2 separate regions of the Mus musculus genome follow, and region 2 is linked to region 1. The links are chromatin contacts, called in public HiChIP or PLAC-seq maps. All regions are on one chromosome and are shown on one strand. The core of a region is the stretch at or near the end of the contact, and the rest is flanking DNA. Distances in the headings are between cores, read along the strand shown. Region 1 holds the start of Prss38 (protease, serine 38). Region 2 holds the start of Med9 (mediator complex subunit 9).

Region 1 (2,709 bases), core at 106-2,605:
TTTTTTGTTTTTTGTTTTTGTTTTTTTGTTTTTTTGTTTTTTTTTTGAGACAGGGTTTCTCTGTATAGCCCTGGCTGTCCTGGAACTCACTTTGTAAACCAGGCTGGCCTCGAACTCAGAAATCCACCCGCTTCTGCCTCCCAAGTGCTGGGATTAAAGGCATGCACCACCACGCCTGGCTGAGTTTTGTTTTAACATCTGAATTGATGAAGACAATTCCATCGTGTCTCTCCCTGCCCCTGTTAGTTTTTGTTCTAGGCTGTACCTTACTGATAATCTTAATTGCTGAAGCCTTAGAATTCTTCTTGTTTGCCTTCTGTTCAGACTTGCTGTGAATCTAGTGTGATCAGAAACAGCTGTGTTTATGACATCAACCTTTATGCCCAGTATAAGTATACAGTATATTTATGACATCACACCCAAGTGCACAGGACAGCTCCATCCCTTTGACTTCGACAACTCTCGTAAAGTTTTGTAATTTTTCTCATCCTTTATTTCATAGTCTTATGGAATCTTCTCCTTAAAATAGCTTTTAAGGCTGGAGAGATGGCTCAGTGGTTAAGAGCACTGACTGCTCTTCCAGAGGTCCTGAGTTCAATTCCCAGCAACCACATGGTGGCTCCCAACCATCTGTTATGGGATCTGATACACTCTTTTGGTGTGTGTCAGAAGTAAGCTACAGTGTACTCGTATAACTAATAATAAATAAATAGTATTTTTAAAATAGCTTTTAAATTGTGTGTATCTATGTGGGTGAAGCTATGCATACATGAATGAACCTCTAAGGCCATAGGTGACCTGCCTTCCCAGTGATGGGATTAAAGGCATACACCACCATTATCTATCAGCTGGGATCCTCCCTTGAAAGTAAAAAAAAAGGGTTGTCAAAATTTACAAGAAGGGGTAGATTTTACTGTATATAAACAAAGGCTTAATTTTAAAAAAAGATTTCATAGTAGATGGTGCATGTGTAAATAGTAAAAATCTTACAGATCTGAGTCGGCCACTGAGAGATCTTAGAGCAATGGAATTTGAAACACAGAATCCTCAAAAAGAACTTGTATATCCAAGTCTGACCATGGTGTGTGTGTGTGTGTCGCAGGTAGTGTCTGTCGCCCGTACCTGAGGTGAGGTTAGGTCGTCTGGCATCCTGCCCTGTTGGCAGAGTGGTCCTGTTGGCAATCTGCAGTATCAGCCTCCACACAGTTCAGGTTCCTTCCATCCACATCCGCTAGTTCAAAGTCACCTGCTGGGGATGCCACCAACGCATCCAGGATCCAGGGGCCGTCACGTGTCCAGTTCACGTCCTCACCAGTGGAGGCGCTGTCACATTTCCTGGTCAGCTGCCCTCTCCTGCTGGGCTGCGACTCTGGCTTCATGGCCGCCCTCACTTCCGGCTTGGGCGTCCTGGGATACCTGCTGTTTCCGCTTCTACTGGCTTCCCCAACCTGGGTCACATCAGTTAGTCGCCGACACCCAAAAAGCCAGGCAAATTCACTGAGCGGTGACGTGGGTAGGCCCCTGTCCCAGGGTCTCGGTGGTGATCCTTTCTCCCTGGGTGGAACCTCGGCCCTAAGCCCTGGCCTGGCCCCTCCCCACTCAAATACACGATGTCCCTTCCTCCCTCCGTGGCCCGCCCCTCCTGTGGTGTGGCTTTGGGCCCACTCTGCATTTGTCCCCCTCCTCAGCCTGTGGCCAGCCAGTCCTGCAAGGCAAGCTCTTGGGTGGAGAGTTTGCTCGTGATCGGAAATGGCCGTGGCAGGTCAGCTTGCATTACTCTGGCTTTCACATCTGTGGTGGCTCCATCCTCAGTGCCTACTGGGTGCTGTCGGCAGCACACTGCTTTGACAGGTGAGAGGTTCAGGAGCTGTTAGGGGTGATGAGTGGAGCAGGGACACAGGAAAGGAGAGGACTCGACCATGTGCCCATGGCTTGGACTGCTGCAGTCATTGTTGAAGTCGTGCCCCCCCCCCCACACACACCCTCCTCCAACCCCCAACCTAAACACCATAGCTGATGCACTCATTCCCTTGATCTCAGACTTCAAGCTGCTCCCAGTGGACCAGCTTGGATTTATCAGCCCTAGCTGACTGGGCCAGTCAGTACTTAGGTGCATGGCCTGGCCTCTTGAGCACAGTCCTTTACAGACCAGGCTACATCCCCACTTGAGAAGTCTCCATTTACAGTGTGCCCCTGCCCCCAGCTTACCCTCCCTCCTCCAGCAAGGTCCTCCACACTAGAAACCGTGTTCCTCCACAGAACCTTCTTTGGTCAGATGGCCCTGTCTCCCAAGCCTCATCCAGTCAGGCCCACAGGGTTTAATCAGCTATTCAGGAGGAGGCCACAGAGGGGCCCATTGCATGACTATCTGGCTCTCAAAGCCCAGACACAGGCTCCTAAGACTTGATCCCCAAGTCTCCTTCAGTCTAAATCAGGACCTCTGAGGTCAGACTGTCAGATAGGCCTACACTGTGCTGCAAGCAGGCTCACGCTTTCCAACCCGGCAGACCCTGTCTGTGGGCTGGTGAGACAGGGGGCTGCAAGCAGTTGGCTTCTGTTCTGCTTGGCAGGGGGAAGAAACTCGAAACCTATGATATATATGTGGGCATCACCAACCTTGAGAAGGCCAACAGACATACTCAGTGGTTTGAGATTTACCAGGTGATCATTCACCCCACCTTCCAGATGTACCACCCTATTGGAGGGGAC
Region 2 (2,709 bases), core at 108-2,607, 570 kb before region 1:
CGCTGAGGATTGGAACTCAGATCCTTGTGCCGTTTGTACCGCGAGTGCTCTTACCCACCAACCTGTCCAACTCCCAGTGTTGCTAAGAATCCTGACTGCACAAAGAGGCACCAGGCAGTAACTGTTCCGCGTCACCTAAGTTTATCAAAGCACACTTGAGAATGCTTGCACCAAAAAGTGTACCTCTTGGAAATGACCCAAGCGTATATGGAGTGAGCAAAAACATAGGCCATCATGGAGACTGGAGACTTTGGGCCTAAAAGACCATACATCCTTGTATATTCTATTAGAATTATTAGAATAAAGTTAATAGTGGGACACAATCATTCAGAGCAACTTCTGTGTCTTCGTTTCAAATGTTTCCTAGCATCACTTCTCCCCTCTCCACTTGTTTGTTTGGAGACAGGGTTTCTCTGGATAGCCCTGGCTGTCCTGGAACTCACTCTGTAAACCAGGCTGGCCTCGAACTCAGAAATCCGCCTGCCTCTGCCTCCCAAGTGCTGGGATTAAAGGTGTGCGCCATCTCTCCACTTTTAAGAATGTTTGTTTGTTTTTCTTTGCTTGTAACCGTTAAGCCCTGTAAGGGTAAATGGCTGCTCCTTTCTTTACGGTGTACAACCCTAGTACCTAACAGAGCCCACACAGGTAAGATGCCTCGCATTGAAATGGGTACTAAACTGTGTACACGGTGAGAATCTCGAGTCTGAACGTCTGAGGTCCACCAAAATTCGAACACTTTTCGGGGCTCATATAATGCCACAAGTGAGAAATTCCGCTCTGGGCTTCATGCGAACAGTCAAAACGCAGGCGAATTAAAACAACTGTATAAAATTGCCTTCGGGCTATGTGTAAGGACTTAAGACCCATCCCCAAGTCACTGCAGGATCTGGGATGGGACACTGCAGAACCTATCTATGCATTTGATCAGTACGTGGGCTTCACCCGGGAGTAAAGTGTAACTCTTAAGGCGCCTGACAACGTGGGCCCTCTGGGAAAATGGGGCGTGGTCCAGAGCCCACGGGCTTTGGCAGCTCGGAACCAGGGACACTAGAGTCGCAAAAAGTGGTGTCTTAACCTTTCCTAGACCCTTACCATTTGATGACATTGTGAACCAACGGCAAAAAGGAGTAATTCTCCTCCTTCGCGCCAGCGGGGGACTGAGGCCGCGGAGCCGCCGGCGGCGGGAGCGCAGCGACCGGCAGAGGCTGAGGCGGTGGTGGCGGCTTGGACTCCGGCAGCAGCTCGGGCGGTGGCTGTAGCGTATCTTCGGCCTGTCTCCCACCCGCCACCCCAGAGGAAGCCATAGCACCAGGAGTCCAGCAGCTGCCGAGGGGCGCTGGGTGCTTGCGTCACAACTGCGCGCCCGGGGAGGCCGGGCGGGAAAAAACTCTGAGTCTGCGCCCTGGGCGTAGGCGGGCGGGCGTTGCTAGGCGACGGGTGTCGGGAAAGCTAAATTGAGTAGTCAGGATTAGGGAATCTACTCCAGTCATCTTTCTAGTTCACATGACAGAGAGAGGTCAAAACACCAACGAGGACCCCCGGGACTGGCAGGAAGAACGGATGACGCTGGTGAGCACCGTGTGAAACTGAGGCTCTGCGGCAGCGAGCATCCAGATGACAAGGACTTACACGTCTTTGTGTCATGCTAGCCTCCAGGAGGGCCCCAGACTGGCGACAGCAAAACAGGCCATACAAACTAGTTCCACACGGCTGCCAAGGGGAAAACTAATCGTTCTTCAAGCATTTGGTATGCATCTAGCAGGTGCCAGACTACATACGTATATAAGACTAAGATCTTGGACCAAATAGGAGAACTTTACGATAGGCTTGTATTTATTCATTTCAAGCAAATGGGCTCCATTAAAAATTTTCTGGACAAGGGTAGCAGTAATTCTGATTCTGACTAACAAAAATCAGGGATTAGGGAAGCTGTCAACTGGGAGAGGACATCTGTCTTTGATGACAGGAACCATGTCAGTAAAGAGAGGCCAGGAGCCCACATCTCAGAAACAAAAAGAAGCAGGAACGTGGAACTTCACAATGGTGTTTTCAGGTTTTTTAGCTACAGGTCTCAGAATTGTTTTCTTCAGAGCTGCAGATAGTTCTCTAAACAGAGGCACTGTCAGGAAAAGAATAATCTCAGTGTTGCTCAAAAGAAGACAGAAACAAAGTGAAACAAGGTGATTTATTTATTTCTTGAAAATGAGTGCACCAGAACTCAAGATAAGATAGCAGAAACACTCAACAAAATGGCCACTTTCTTCCATCTCAGGCTTAGGTGCATTTCATCCCATTAGTGGGAACACAACTTCTCAATATGACTCAATGGGCTAATCACCCAAAGGGAAAGGTGGGTGGGGGGAGTGGAGTTAGGGAATACAGGCCCCTGTGGAACTAAGTGTCTGATTAGAAGAACATTTCTCACTGCAGGAAACTGTAGGATTTCCTTCTAACCCAGGACCTCTCCACCTTAGGGGAAGGGCCATGATTCCTGAGGAAGAAGGGAGAAGAGAATGGTCTAAGATGGAACCAGGTGTGCCAGAAAAGACTTGAAGACACCTCTGGAGACATCTGGGAGAATGCATGGTAAAACGGCAGTGTTAGCAAACAGTAGCTATCACTACTACTGTGGAATGAAAGTGACGAGAAACCATTAAAACCCTCATTTAATCCACCGAGAAACTCTGGAAGGTATATCTTAGTTTTCCA

Evidence for each region. HiChIP or PLAC-seq counts read pairs in DNA pulled down with a chosen protein or histone mark.
Region 2: a contact with region 1 is called in an H3K27ac HiChIP or PLAC-seq map of embryonic stem cells, with 5 read pairs. The contact joins the promoter of Med9 here to the promoter of Prss38 in region 1. A contact is called at or near these places in 1 of 39 promoter capture datasets (cranial neural crest) and 2 of 115 datasets of contacts at active chromatin or transcription factors (embryonic stem cells and pancreatic cancer cells).

Annotation. Positions count from the first base shown.
Region 1 is chr11:59,374,299-59,377,007 of GRCm38.p6, reverse strand. Prss38 (protease, serine 38) reads left to right here and starts at 1,355. Exons shown (of 5, transcript NM_001045521.1): 1 at 1,355-1,513; 2 at 1,689-1,851; 3 at 2,571-2,709. The coding sequence starts at 1,378. It overlaps Gm15755 (a long non-coding RNA gene), which reads right to left and starts at 1,594. Exons shown (of 3, transcript XR_388692.4): 1 at 1,123-1,594.
Region 2 is chr11:59,946,862-59,949,570 of GRCm38.p6, reverse strand. Med9 (mediator complex subunit 9) reads right to left here and starts at 1,357. Exons shown (of 2, transcript NM_138675.3): 1 at 1,093-1,357. The coding sequence starts at 1,304. Med9os (mediator complex subunit 9, opposite strand) reads left to right here and starts at 1,424. Exons shown (of 2, transcript NR_045273.1): 1 at 1,424-1,747; 2 at 2,475-2,679.